2 separate regions of the Sus scrofa genome follow, and region 1 is linked to region 2. Evidence: chromatin contacts called from public promoter capture Hi-C data. All regions are on one chromosome and are shown on one strand. The core of a region is the stretch at or near the end of the contact, and the rest is flanking DNA. Distances in the headings are between cores, read along the strand shown. Region 1 holds the start of LOC595122 (histone H1.3-like protein). Region 2 holds the start of LOC110261486 (histone H2B type 1-B).

What was found. Promoter capture Hi-C pulls out the DNA fragments that hold promoters and counts their contacts.
Region 1: a promoter capture Hi-C map of fetal skeletal muscle shows a contact between it and region 2, with 5 times the contacts expected there. The contact joins the promoter of LOC595122 here to the promoter of LOC110261486 in region 2. A contact is called at or near these places in 3 of 5 promoter capture datasets (fetal liver, fetal skeletal muscle and liver), 11 of 47 Hi-C or Micro-C datasets (blood, embryonic fibroblasts, epiblast stem cells and 7 more) and 2 of 2 datasets of contacts at active chromatin or transcription factors (alveolar macrophages and skeletal muscle).

What each region holds. Positions count from the first base shown.
Region 1 is chr7:20,879,860-20,886,649 of Sscrofa11.1, reverse strand. It overlaps LOC595122 (histone H1.3-like protein), which reads left to right and starts at 4,343. Exons shown (of 1, transcript NM_001031792.2): 1 at 4,343-5,008. The coding sequence starts at 4,343. The coding sequence ends at 5,008.
Region 2 is chr7:20,734,672-20,742,426 of Sscrofa11.1, reverse strand. It overlaps LOC110261486 (histone H2B type 1-B), which reads left to right and starts at 6,417. Exons shown (of 1, transcript XM_021098434.1): 1 at 6,417-6,990. The coding sequence starts at 6,486. The coding sequence ends at 6,866. It also overlaps the pseudogene LOC110261481 and the pseudogene LOC110261480.

The sequences.
Region 1 (6,790 bases), core at 3,094-5,593, 150 kb before region 2:
TCACCTACCACAGAGCTGTGTCCATAAAGCATTGAGGGTTCATCGTGATGAACAAAAGCCTGCAAATTAAGAGGATTAACAAAAATTACACTAATAGACTGAAATGCTGTCCCAGTAAAAAGGGTAATTGATGTTCTACATACAGATGAGACTAATCGATATTTTAATAGACGAAAGACAGCACTTACATTCCACAAATTCATATTGAGTGCCTTCGATGTACTATGGGGGGATTGAAAAAAAAAAAATCCCTTGTCTGCTGGTACTCACTATTTAGGCAGTCAGAAGATTATTAATTTCCTTGAGTCACAGGCGATTTGAGATTTTGTTTGGGTGTGGTTACCTGTAGATTTAGACATTGTGATCTTCCATACTCTCCTTTTTGAGAAAGGCATCAAACAAGAATCATTGATTGATTGATTCATTCAACAATTTAGGGTCTTCTATATGCCAAGAATGGTGTACAAATGTCAGGTTTACAAAGACAGATCACACACATTCTTTTAACGAACTCAAAGTCTAGCAGAAGGGAGCAAGAAGTAAACTCTGGGTGAAAGGTCTTAATATCTACCCAGCAGTTTCCTAGGTTCATTCTGGTAGTGATGGCTGGAGCAGCCCTATCCCAGCAACATTAGCATCGCCTGAGAGCTTGATGGACATTCAGAATTTTGGGCCCAACCTCAAATCTACTGAATTTTTGATATGGCATTATAAACAAGATCTCCAGGTGGGAGGTGTACTCATTCAAGTCTGAGAAGCATGCTTTGAGAGCTGTGCTTTCTCACGTTAGCTGCTACCACATGTGTTCATTCAAATTTAATTAAAATTAAGTGAAATTAAAAATGACTTTCTTCAGTCACTCTACTTTTTAAGTGCTCAATGACCACGGGCAGGTGTAGTGGCTGTCTGTTGAAAGATACAGATACAGAACATTTCTGTCATTGCAGTAGGTTTTATTGGGCTATACTATGATAGAGAATTTCTTCTGAAGAACTTCCAGTCCCAGCCTGGGAAAGGGAGTGTCATAGATAGCTGAGAATGAGGATTGGGGTATTTTTAAAGTAGAGTAGAATTACCAGGTACACACTTTGGGGTGTACCAGATAGTCAGAATGTATGTAGAAGGACAAGTAAAAAGGAAATTGGGAGGAGTTACCATTGTGGTGCAATGGAAACAAATCCGACTAGTATCCATGAGGATGTGGGTTTGACACCTGGCCTTGCTCAGTGGGACCAGGATCTGGCGTTGCGGTGACCTATGGTGTGGGTCACAGACGTGGCTCAGATCCAGATCCAGTATTGCTGTGGCATAGGCTGGCAGCTGCAGCTCCGATTAGATCCCTGGCTGGAAACTTCCAAGTGCCTTGGGTGCAGCCCTGAAAAGCAAAAAAAAAAAAAAAAAAAAAAAAAAGAGGAAATTGGAAGTTTGAGAGTAGTAGTATCCTTTTTAGGGAATAAAATTATATAGATGTGATTAAAAAGTAGTTTCAAGTGGGAGAGTGTCTTCTGCTGAGATCGTCTGACAGAAATTAAAATAGATGCGCTTTCTCATTACTGTTCTAACACATTAGATTGTCACACAGTACTCTATTTGCAAATAAATAGATTTGGTATTTACTCATCATGGTCATTTTTTGCCTTAAATGTTTGAAATTTATGGCATTTTGGAACACCTAAGTACAGGCCCTCTGGACTGCCCTGGTAAGCAGCATCCTATATCTTTCACAGGTATTTACTATGGTGGATGGGTGGTTGACACCAAAATTGAGAGAACATGAAGTCGTGAAACATCCATCACTTATGCAACTTTAGTTTTCTTAGGTAATTTTTCATCTATAAAAATAAAAATAGTTCATGTCTTAGTCTAGCAGAAAATCCACTGTTTTAGGACATAAACAAATAGAGAGTTCATAAGTAATAAATGCAACTTTTTTGGTGGGGTACCAAGTAATAGGTGAAACTTCTCAAGTTTACCAAGTAATAGGTGAAACTTCTCAAGTTTCAAGAACCTTGCCCACCCTACAGTTAGAGCATCAGTCCCTGGATCTCAAGCAATAACAGAACCTATACACAACACAGCTTCATTCTTCTCTAAACATCTGGGGAAGAACATTTTAGGGAACATAATATCTCAATTATTGCTCTCCAGGAAGGGCACAGATTACCTGTAAACAATTAAGCAAATGGCCCTGAGCCCCAATGTCATCTCACTTATGTGGAACTTAAATAGCCATGAGAACCAGTAATAGTTGCACAAGAAAGAAATGGTGATGTCTGCTGTAGAAAGAGTTTTTCAGCTATCTTAAATTGAGTACATGTATCTTAGGGAGGAATTCCAATAATTATAAAACGCCTGATATTATATAATGATGGCCAATAGTAATCTTATAAAAATCTGAGTTTTAATTTATCTTGAATTCTAGATAGTATTAGGCTCTGGACTGAAAAGGAAAATGGCGTATATAATGTTTGTTACCATTTGTATTGACAGTGAAGCTATTGAAGATGAAAAGGAACCTCTTCTTCCAGGTACTCATAAAATGCCTGTCCTGGGAAAACTGGAAAGCTCTAGATCCAATCCTATAAGCTCCTCCCCACCTTTTTTTGGCCACATTTGCAGCATGAAAAATTTCCAGGGCCAGGCCATGCTGCAGTGATAATTTCGGATCCCTCACCTGTGGAGCCACCAGGGAACTCCTAAGCTCTCCTCTTTATGTGCAGTGAGTGTATTTGGTCTATAACATGATCTCAAGTCCCAGAGACAGTGCCAGCCAATAATGACTATTTAAAAACAAGCCAAGTGATTTTTATGGAATTAGTTAAATGCGGAGAGATGACATCAGTAAATATTCTTGTCTCGGAATTGTATGAGAAAATTATCAAATCACCATTAAATATAGGCCAGAATAACTAGATTTTTGGACGTAGAGGTATTTACTAGAAAAAACATAGCACCAAAATACTTTTGTTGTTTATTTATTTTGACAAACATCAGGTTTCATTTCAGTATTTGATTCTTTGGAGGATATTTTATGCTTAATTGTCCAATATTTTCCTTATTCCATTAGTCCTGGGTGTTGCAAAGAGATAGAGTAGTAAAGTCAGTCATATTTGTTATGAAAAGTTTGCTCAAATGCTTAGGTGAATATATCCAGCTAATTAATTTAGATTATGACAGCCTGGTTCATATTTTGTTAGTAAAACCCCCAAGGAGAGTTATAAAGATTCAGAAAGTGATCTAAATTTTTTTCTTTCTGAATCTCTCTGTCCCTCCTTGCAATATTGAAAAAAGTAAGTCAAATTTGTATTTTAAATAACATTTTGAAATATAGGAAATATGTACACAATTCTATGCTAAATATTAGAAGAGAAAAATTCTATGGACAGGGCATGTATAAGTACTTTACAATTCCAACCCATGTGATCTTACAGTGTTCTTGAACTCATAGCTGGTAAAATGATGTAGAATTTCTATTCTGTTGCTTCATGATTCACTTTTAGTCTTTGTAGATGGCATGATTGATCTTTAATGCACATTCCAGGTCTGAAAAATCCATCATACTAATTTGTAAAGAGGGTTGGTGACTTGATTTGGAACTGTTTATCTAGAACACAAATGGAGTAGCCTCACACCCCATCCTTCCTAAAATGTTTCAAATACTGAAATACTGGGACCAAACTAGTTTATACACTGATCACTGAAATACTTTTTTCAAAAAAAATCTATCTTTTCTAAAATAGTTATCCATCTCGGACGTAGAATTTTCTACCCCAGTGCCAATTCCCAGGGCTTAGTGCAAACAAGTTGCAGGAGAGCTGTGTTATTGCTCCCGCGGAAAAACCGTTTTTCCTTGTATATTTGAGTAAAAATGAGCTTATTTATATAGGGTTGCAAAGAAAACAATGTGCATGACAAGGCCCTGGAAGAAAGATTTGCAAAGGAAACAGAGAGAAATAGTAATTTTAAGGAAAATCTGAAAGTTGTCTCGATTTGACTGAAGTTTCAAAGAGAGTTGGGGGAATCGGGAAAGTTTCAGGGGGCCAGTTTTGAAACCAGGTACAGCAAATAAGGCAGGAATGAAGCCTGAAGCGTGTCGGATCAATTTCCCCCAAATCCCTAATTATTTCGTGCCCAGACTTCTTATATTTTTCTTCTTTTTTAAGGGGCAAAAAACACAGCCACTCGGCAGAGCTGAGGAGCCCTTCTTAGCAGTGCGGCGCACCGAGCAGGCAACCAATCATCACTCAGCGACTCTCTATATAAACCCCCAGCCGGCGGCGCTTGGGACACGCCATTCTGATAGTTTAAGCGTACTTTTTGCTTTTCCTGGATAGTCAGAAAGATGTCGGAGACCGCTCCAGTGGCTCCTGCTGCTCCCGCGCCTGCAGAGAAAACACCTGTAAAGAAAAAGGCGAAGAAGACGGGCGCAGCTGCTGGGAAACGCAAAGCGTCTGGGCCTCCGGTGTCCGAGCTCATCACCAAGGCTGTCGCCGCCTCCAAGGAGCGCAACGGCGTGTCTCTGGCCGCGCTCAAGAAGGCGCTGGCTGCCGCCGGCTACGATGTGGAAAAGAACAACAGCCGAATCAAGCTGGGGCTTAAAAGCTTGGTGAGCAAGGGCACCCTGGTGCAGACTAAAGGCACTGGCGCTTCGGGCTCCTTCAAACTCAACAAGAAGGCGGCCACCGGGGAAGCCAAGCCCAAAGCTAAGAAAGCGGGAGCAGCTAAGCCTAAGAAGTCTGTTGGGGCAACCAAGAAGCCCAAGAAGGCTACCGGAGCAGCCACCCCAAAGAAGACCGCCAAGAAGACCCCCAAGAAAGCCAAGAAGCCGGCAGCGGCAGCTGGCACCAAGAAGGTGGCCAAGAGCCCGAAGAAGGCGAAGGCAGCCAAGCCGAAAAAGGCTGCTAAGAGCCCGGCCAAGGCCAAAGCCCCCAAGCCCAAGGCAGCCAAGCCTAAAGCCGCAAAACCCAAGGCTACAAAGGCCAAGAAAGCCGTCTCCAAGAAGAAGTAAAATTGTGGCGGGACCTCCTGCTTTGCAAACCTAAAGGCTCTTTTCAGAGCCACCCACTGCTTTCAGGTAAAAGGGCTGGACCTAATGTTTTTCGGTGAATTCTTTTTTAAACTTGCCGCTTTTATGTGATTGGCTGAGACTTAATGCGCCAGGGGGCGCGCGCGGAACTTTTGAGCGCTAAATGGCTCGGAAAAGAGCCTAAAGATACTCAGCGCCGGGATAGTGTTCTCAACCCTTTTCTTGCCATCGGCCTTGTGACTCTTGTTCTACTTTGGTTGTTTGGATGTTGGGCTGGACACCGCCCTTGCGCCATGGTCACGCAGCTCAGGTTATTGACCTCCTCGTTGGGGATGGCCTGCTGCAGGGTGCGCGGGACGATGCGGCGCCTTCTGGCTAGCCACCTTGGCCCGCCTGCCCCAGGATCTCGTCCGTCTGCTCCTCCGGTAGCACCAGCACGTACACGGCCGCTCTGACCCCGACCCGCTCGGAGCAATTGCCCTTGAGCAGACGGTGCGCTCGTCCCACCAGGAACTGGAGCCCGGCCTGCGAAGAGCGGGTCTTGGCCTTTGCTCGCGCTTTGCTGCCTAGTTTCCCAGGTCGAGACACGTTAGGAAAGAGTGCAGTTTGAGGAAGAGGTTATTCTAGTTTCTAGATGTTTCTAAAATTTCCATTCCCATTGGTTTGCAGTGGCTATTTGGGAGCCAATCAGAACACACTTCAGGAGAGAAAATACTGCGCCAATTAGAGGTTGAGATCCTAATTTGCATATTACGAAGCCTTTGAAAAGCTTAGATTTTGTTGTTGTTGTTGTTTTGGCTTATTTAATGCTGTCCTTATTTCAGGGGATTATTCATCGTATTATTCTGCCTAAATCTGTATAATTGTTGCTACCACCCTGAGGCTAAGGGATAGTGAGAAGTGTAAATCACCCTTGGCTGGTTATGATTTACCTTTTTCTTTGCCAAATCCTCTCCCCCGCTGATGTTGACTGCACCCAGTGAGCCACAGTTGGCTGTCTATCTTGGTGAATAGGAAGGGAGAAAAAAATGCTTTGGGAAAGACCACGGTATTGCTTGGAGAGTTCTTGGAGCTGGGGTTAACCAGGTCAAAATAAATGGGCTCTAGGAATTTGGGTTGATTGGGCCTGAGATTTGGGGGATTTTTTTTTTTTTTTAATTTCAGGGAAGGTCGCTTTTATTGGCAAATCTTAACAAAAATCTGAGTTCTGCAGATCATTAGGGGCTTGTAAATATAGATGAGGGGAAATTGCATCTTTATTTTCGCAGCTAAGCATTTTCTTCAAGTATACCTGTAGGCAACAATGGTCTTGCAGTACCCGTGAATTTCAACAGTGGCAATCAGATGTGTTTGTATCACTTTGAACATATTGCAGATTCTGGTGAAAGAAAGTTTACGAAATTAGGCTGAATAATTGAAACTGACCTTTGTCATTACACTTGTTGCTCCTTTTTTTGATGTGACCAATGAAACACATTAGACATACTTAATAAATACATTTTTACAACTGTATTTTAATGTCATTGACTTCTTATCCAGTGTGGTTTCAGTATTTAACAACATTGTTTTGAGAAGGTGTTATAAGTTTCCCCAGGCTATGCAAAGTCCACCTAAACAAGTGAGTCCCTGAGCAGATCTCCAGTGGGCAAATACCTTGCAGTTGATATATTTCATCTTATTTCTTTGTTTACAGCATCTTCTCCCACCCTCCTCACCTCCCTCAGCCGCATACACAACTTTTTGGTTAATAGTTTATTAAATTTT
Region 2 (7,755 bases), core at 5,168-7,667:
CCCCAGAGTTCATTTCTCATCTTAGACACTATAGGAGAAACCAAGAAATCTAGTGGATAAAAAGAGCAGATTGGATCCAAGTGCAGAGAAAAGCAGCGAGAGACCTGTAGCGAATGCTGCAATGTCTGGATCTCTGTCCCCTTCTGAGTTCTGGTGCTTTGAGCCTTCTGACCTCCTGCCACTGGGGCCTCTCCAGTTGGCTCAGGTTGGGTCAAGTTGCAACAACCAGGAGACCGAATAAAGACACTCCAAATACAATATAGTTTGTGCTTATAGCACCATGTACTTACGTATGTGTCCCCTTTCTCCTTCAAATAATTTCAAGTCCACCATTTGCTTGATTTTCACATCAACTAAAAGGTAGGGGAGGAATCACTAAGCAAAGAGAGTTAATTTTCTTCATACCTCTTGTGAATGCCCTCTGGGGTGTAAATTTACTGGGTTTCTATAGAGTCGATCCTAACATTGAATGTTTCCTGCAAGCGTATTTGCATAGGTGAAAATTGTCCTGTCCTTTGAAACAAAACATATGGCTCAAAACCAAATATGAACATTTTTCAGTAAGGATAGAGGAAGGGTTCATTCACAGAGAGCTAAGTTATAGTAAAAGTCTCTAATTTTACCTAGTCTTGAGACACGGTCTTAAACAATGTTTTCTCAGTTTTTTGTGCATGTTCTTTCATTTTGTTCCATTCCCTCAATTGTTCGTATAGTCACTGACTTGGGTCTAATAAGCCATTCATTTGAATACAAAAACTGGCTAGTTTAACAAAAAGATCATTTTCTTGATTTTGTGTAGTTTATAAAACCTGCATCTTATTTTTAATTTAACTTTATGAGCTATTTTATTTATTATTTTATTTGACTGCGCCTGGGGCATATGGAAATTCCTGGGCCAGGGATCAAACTCCTGCCACAACAGTGACCGAAGACACTGCAGTAACAAGGTAGGATCCTTAACCCACTGTGTTAAAAGTGAACTCCAATAAAACATATTTTATTTTGACATTATTAGTATCATTTTCAGCATTCACTTACCATCATAAAATAATGTTGACAATAACAGTAATATATTCAAATAATTGTCCAAACATGGGTAATTAACCAAAAATGGCAGGGAATATTGCATAAACTAAACTGACTGATAATTCAACAATGAAAATTCATGCATGTTCATGAGTGATAGAAATGTAACCCAGACATTAAGGGTTACTTGCAGTGTATTTTATTCTAAACTTTTTTTTTTTTTTTTTTTTTTCCCCTATACGTGCTCTCATGGCTGAAAATTTAAACATCTTATTACGTCCCCTAGGCGATGCTCTGGGCATCATTTCTTCTATGCCTGAGGGGAATGTAAAAGGTAACTTTAGTTGAAATCCATGCCAGCGAGGAGAAGGTCCAGTACAACTGGTGATAACATCATTAGAGAATTTCAGAAGGGAGCAGGGATTTAGGGCACAATGGTAACAGCAATAATGTTGAAAGCTATCATTTCTTGAGAATTAATTTACAGCATGCCAAGCACTGTTGCTGACCACTCCAAATTTATTTTCCAACACATTCTTGTCACAGCACTTTGAAATGTTACTGAAGCTTGGTCACATTAAGTTTCTGCTCAGCCAATATATTTATACTTTGTGTAATAGTGCTGTTCCTCAGAAATGGAATAAAAGTCACATATGTAATTAAAATTTTTGGGTTTTGTTGCTGCTGCTTTTGTGTGTGTGTGTGTGTTTAAGGCCACATCTGTAGCATATGGAAGTTCCCAGGCCAGAGGTTGAATCAGAGCTGCAGGTTCTGGCCTATGCCACAGTCACACCACAGTGGTGCCAGATCTGAGCCACGTCTAAGACCTATGCCTCAGCTTGTGGCAATGCCAGACCCTTTACCCACTGGCAAGGCCAGGGATCAAACCCATATCCTCATAGCTATTAGGTTCTTAACCGTTGAGCCAAAAAGAGAACTCCCTATAATGAAAATTTTTCTAATAGCCGTATTTTTAGAAAGTAAAATCTATTTTAATAATATTTTAACCCCCTATAATCAAATTATTTCAACAAGTAATCTAAGGCAAAAATATTAAGGACTTTTTTATTCTATTTTTCATACTAACTCTGAAATTTAAGCGCATCTCAACTTGGACAGGTCACATTTCAAGTGCTTAACAGCCCCATATTGCTGGTAGCTACTATCTTGGACACTATAGCTCTATAGCAAATACTGTTAGGACGACACAAGAGAATACTTGCTCTGGCGTAGAATCAAGGTGTTTACAAGGCAAGATTTAAACTGACCTGGTTCTGAAGTCTGTAACTAAAGACCATAAAGTGCACATGGTCATCCTACCTACCTCATCTCATACCAGGCCTTTGAACAGAAGAATCTGATCACAGAATTTAGCCTACATCAGGACACTGCAGCCACTTCCCCATTCATCCCAAGGCCATCTGGCTCCAAGACAGAGTTTTATCCGTGAGGAAGAAACTAGATCTGATCATCCATTTTGGGGAATCTTATTGAATCAAAAAATATCTAGTGTTGATTTGGTATGAGACTCCGTGGCAATGATATTTACTAATAGTATGAATTTGGCCAATTCACTAAAATCTCTTGGGTTAAAGTTCCTCTGCTGTTATAGAGAGAGCGTGAGAGAACTTGCTTTGAGGGTTGTAGCAAAAGTGATATATGTATAATTCAAACAAATCAGTTCATGTTGTCCTCAATCCATGGAAAACTGTCACTATTAGCTATTAGACTGCTCCTTCCAATGAATCGGTGCCTTTTATTTTCTTCCTTCCATAGGGGCCTCTCTAAAGGAAGATTATTTTCAATACAGAATGGGTCAATGTCAATAACACCTGTGAAGTTGTCCCAGCAAACTCATCTGCACACTGGAATTGTTCCTATTGTTCAGAGTTGACTTTATATCCTCCCAGTGAACTTTCTCCTGGTAGCTCTCTTTGAGAATGGTACCTTCATCTAAAGCAACAGGAAAAGCAGTGCTCTGAGTCCGAGAGTCATGCAGGATCTGTGATTCTCAACTCAGAGCACTCTGCTGAGGTACAGTAGAACTTTAAGGGGATAGGGAAGGCGTGGATATTTTGGAAAAGCATAACCAGTGCTGAGAGGTAGATTTACACTGAAGCTAATGAAACTCTAGTGCCATATCCTGTACTTCAAGGCCCTGAAAGGGGTCCATGGGAGTAGGTTGATTTGCTCTTATTTATTTATTTATTGTTTTTTAGGGCCACACCCACAGCATATGGAAGTTCTCAGGCTCGGGGTCGAATTGGAGTTGTGGCTGCTGGCTGGCCTACTCCACAGCCACAGCAACTCCAGATCCTAGCAGTATCTGTGATATACACTACAGCGCAAGGCAATGCTGGATCCTTAACCCCCTGAGAGAGGTGAGGGATTAAACCCTCATCCTCAAGTATACTAATTGGGTTCTGAACTCACTGAGCCACAACAGGAATTCCTGTGAAGAATTCTAAATTTTACAAATCACACATGAAAGGAGCATGACAGAATATTTTCTAAATTTGAAAACAATCCTAAAAACATACATTACTAATAAATAGTGCTTTGAAGCTGAAATTTTGTCAAGAAAGTAAAGCAAATTGTGATCACCCTAAAGGGAATACTGAATTCTCATACCACTGTCTATACTGTTTAGAAAATATTACAAAATAATTGTCCTTTAAAGATGGAAACGGAGCATGTAGTCAAAAAATATGGAAAAATAAAGCATTATAGTCTTGTATTTAATAAAATGTGCTATTTTCTGAATTTCATGATGATGGTTTTGTCTGTTTTGTAAAAGTGGAACTTGCTGATTTTATTATAAATTGTCATTATCTAGTTTGCAATTCTGTTTGTAGTTTTGAGTCACCAAGTTGTGTAAGCTTTAGACCTCAAAAAAACCCTTCATTACTGTTACTTCTACTTGTGGAAAATTTAAACACATTTAAATGGGTGTTTTTGGGACATGGGTAATAAAGAGGAGAGCTCTAGAAATGCTGCCTTTCAGTATCTCAAATTCCCTTGACTTAAAGATGCATAGGCACATATTTTTGTTATATAAATTTAGTGGATCTCTGGCGGTGTGCTTTAGTTTTTAGTGCCTGAATCCCATTTGAGGCAAACCAATTGCAAACGTTGTGTAGATGTTTATGGATACTTAGATGAAATCAAGAGGGCTAAAAATATTGGCAGCACAGCCAAGGGTCTCTACGCAGAGGCAGTGATAAAACACTGCTGACATTACTGAACTTGAGAACTTAAGCAAACTACCGCATAGTCCCTTGGGTAACGCAAACCCAAAGATTAGGTTTCTTGTACTAAAACTTCTCGCCATTTAACTCTAAGAATTCAGCTATCTTATTACAGCTGCTTTTAAGTGAGATTGTGGGTGGCTCTGAAAAGAGCCTTTTTTCTACTGTAAAGAAAAAGCTTTTTTATGCTCTTTCCCCACGGATACGGCGGGCAAGCTGGATATCCTTGGGCATGATAGTGACACGCTTGGCGTGGATGGCACACAGGTTGGTGTCCTCGAAGAGCCCCACCAGGTAGGCCTCACACGCCTCCTGCAGCGCCATCACGGCCGAGCTCTGGAAACGCAGGTCGTCTTGAAGTCCTGCGCGATCTCGCGCACCAGCCGCTGGAAAGGCAGCTTGCGGATCAGCAGCTCCGTGGACTTCTGGTAGCGCCGGATCTCGCGCAGGGCCACTGTACCCGGCCGGTAACGGTGGGGCTTTTTAACACCACCAGTGGCAGGGGCGCTCTTGCGGGCCGCCTTGGTGGCCAGCTGCTTACGCGGCGCCTTGCCGCCGGTGGACTTGCGAGCGGTCTGCTTAGTACGAGCCATCACAAGTAGAGAAACACAAGTTGTGTCTGAAACGCGCCTAGGTTGTTCTCTTTAAATATAGTCAGAAGCATTCTGATTGGTCTTTTTAATTTTTCAAATGTACCGCGCGATAAAACCATTGGCTGAGAGGTGAAGGCGGGACCAGTTAATTATCGGAGAATCTGATTGGATGAATTACGAATTTTCAAATAAATGTTTCATTTCATCCTATTCCAACTACTCCGGGCATAACGAACCATTTCAGGACCGTGTTTACTTTTACCATGTTCAGAAAATGTGAGTGAGACTTGATTCTTCTATTCTTGAAATGCTCGAAGGTCGTGAATCTTGCCGGTCCGCAGGCGAAACTGAGTACAATTGTTGTCAGTCTTTCTCTTAGACAGTTGGGTTAGTTTTTAAATGTCTCAGCCTGGACTGCCCCTTTCCAATTCTGGTTAACTTAACTCCCCTAATCCCGAGATTCTCTTGTGAAACTACACAGAAGCGTTCTTAGGTGTACTATTTTACAAATTACCTTTGATATTGAACTAATGTTTGCTTACACTGTTGTAATAATTTCGCTTAAATTCAAAATTTTGAAAAAGCGAGTTTATTGGCCAAAGGCAAATTTCCTTACTTCTCGCTACTTCAAGGCAGCGTGATTCTCTTTCCTTTTTGTAGTTTTGTGGGTTACAGAATTTCCACCTGGTATACACTAAAATACTTGTTGTGAGACATCCTGCTTCCCTGGAACTGTTCTAACCTCACTGTGTTACAAGACAGACAACCACTAACACAGCATAACCTGGCTACCGGCTTTTTTGTGTGTGAAAACGTGGATGGCTCTGAAAAGAGCCTTTAGATTACTTGTAAAAAGGCTACGTGTTTTGTCTTGACTTTACTTGCCCTTGGCCTTGTGGTGGCTCTCAATCTTCTTCGGTAGCAGCACTGCCTGGATGTGGGACAGACAGGACGCCAGCCTGAGCGATGGTGACTTTCCTCAAAAGCTTGTTGAGCTCCTCGTCGTTGCGGATGGCAAGATGCAAATGGCGAGGTTTAATACGCGTTTTCTTGTTTGTTTTCGCGGGGAGCGTGACCTGCCAGCTCCAGGATCTCGGCAGTCAGGTGCTCAGTAGCGTCGCTAAGTACACGGGGGTACCCGCGCCAACCCACTTGGAATAATTGCACTTGCGGAGCAGGCGATGCACTCCTCCCACCGGGAACTGCAAACCAGCTCGAGAAGACAGAGTTTTGGCCTTAGCTGGAACTTGCTTGCTTGTTTACCGCGTCCAGACATAATAAAACCGTGAAATTAAAAAGAAAACACTGTGCTTGTAACGAGAAAACACCCTTCTAGGAAGAAAACTTTTTAAGGTCAGAGATGCGCCAGTAAGCTATCCGATTGGTTGAAATAGGTGCCTTCTTTAATCCAATAGAAAACGAGAGTGTATATCCCTTATTTGCATAAACCACTCTCCTCCCCATAATGACAATGTACCATGTGTATCCAATCAGAAGTGAGACTTCAAGAACCCTCATTTGCATTGAGCGACTATAAATAAATGGACTCGACTCTTCACACCACTAATCTTGACTGTGGAGACTGCGGTGAGTGTTTCTGCAGCGGTGAAGACACGCCATGCCTGAGCCATCCAAGTCTGCTCCAGCTCCTAAGAAGGGCTCTAAGAAGGCCATCACCAAGGCGCAAAAGAAAGATGGGAAAAAGCGAAAGCGCAGCCGTAAGGAGAGCTACTCCATTTATGTGTACAAGGTACTGAAGCAGGTCCACCCGGACACTGGTATTTCCTCCAAGGCTATGGGCATCATGAATTCGTTCGTCAACGACATTTTCGAGCGGATCGCCGGTGAGGCTTCGCGCCTGGCCCATTACAACAAACGCTCGACCATCACTTCCAGGGAGATCCAGACGGCTGTGCGCCTGCTGCTGCCGGGGGAGCTGGCTAAGCACGCTGTGTCCGAGGGAACCAAGGCGGTTACCAAGTACACTAGCTCCAAATAAGTGCTTTCATAAGCACTTCGTATTTCAAAGGCTCTTTTCAGAGCCACCCACTTTGTCAGAGAAGAGCTGTAACTGTTTGTCTTGGTTTAAATTAAATGCAACACTACTTGCGTTTAAAAATCTACTCTTGTGGTTGTTGATAGTTGAAACATTTCCCAAAGACTGAGCATCCAAGTGCTTATTAAACTGTTGGAATGCTCGCTCTTTTCCACAAAGGTAGAATTTTCTGATGTGGATATTGGAATTTCCCTGCTGGGTGCTGAGGCATTTAGAGGATTTCAGAGGATAGAGGATACCCTCAGGGCATGATAATCCAGCCTGCCCTTTGAAAGGGGGATAAGGGGGGGTTTGGTCAAGGCAGCAAAAAGGGCTGGTAGTGGCTTTTTGTTTTGGAGCCTGAACTCTGGCATTTGGGAATAAAGCCAAGTCGCCTGTGGTTCCTTTAACAAGCTGTGGGCGCTTTCATGGGGTGTTATCTCAAGCTATTTGGACGCGGTTGAAATGAGATTTTCTCGTTTCGCATTAGAATTGTTTACTGATGGCAACAGCCAGTCTAAAGCCTTTTCAATTTTACTCCCATCCCTGAAATACTGGCTCCCGTTTCCTGGATCATTTATCTTTCGGGGTGCCACTAGAAGCGCCTGAGAGGGAGGCATTATCGCTCTAGGAGGGACAAAGTGTTTGAATTTGCCGGCTTTTCCCGTCTGGCGCCACCTCGTCGGTGACCTAGCGGGGCCCCAGTTAGAGAGGAAGATGTGCTGGTTTTCCTCCGTAAACCTTTTTCAAAGAACCCGCGATTCCCAAAATAATCCTGATGGGAAGGTCTTTGGTTGAGGAAGAGGAGTCAGTGAGTGGGGTTGGCCCAGGTCTGGGTTTGAGTGGCAAGAAG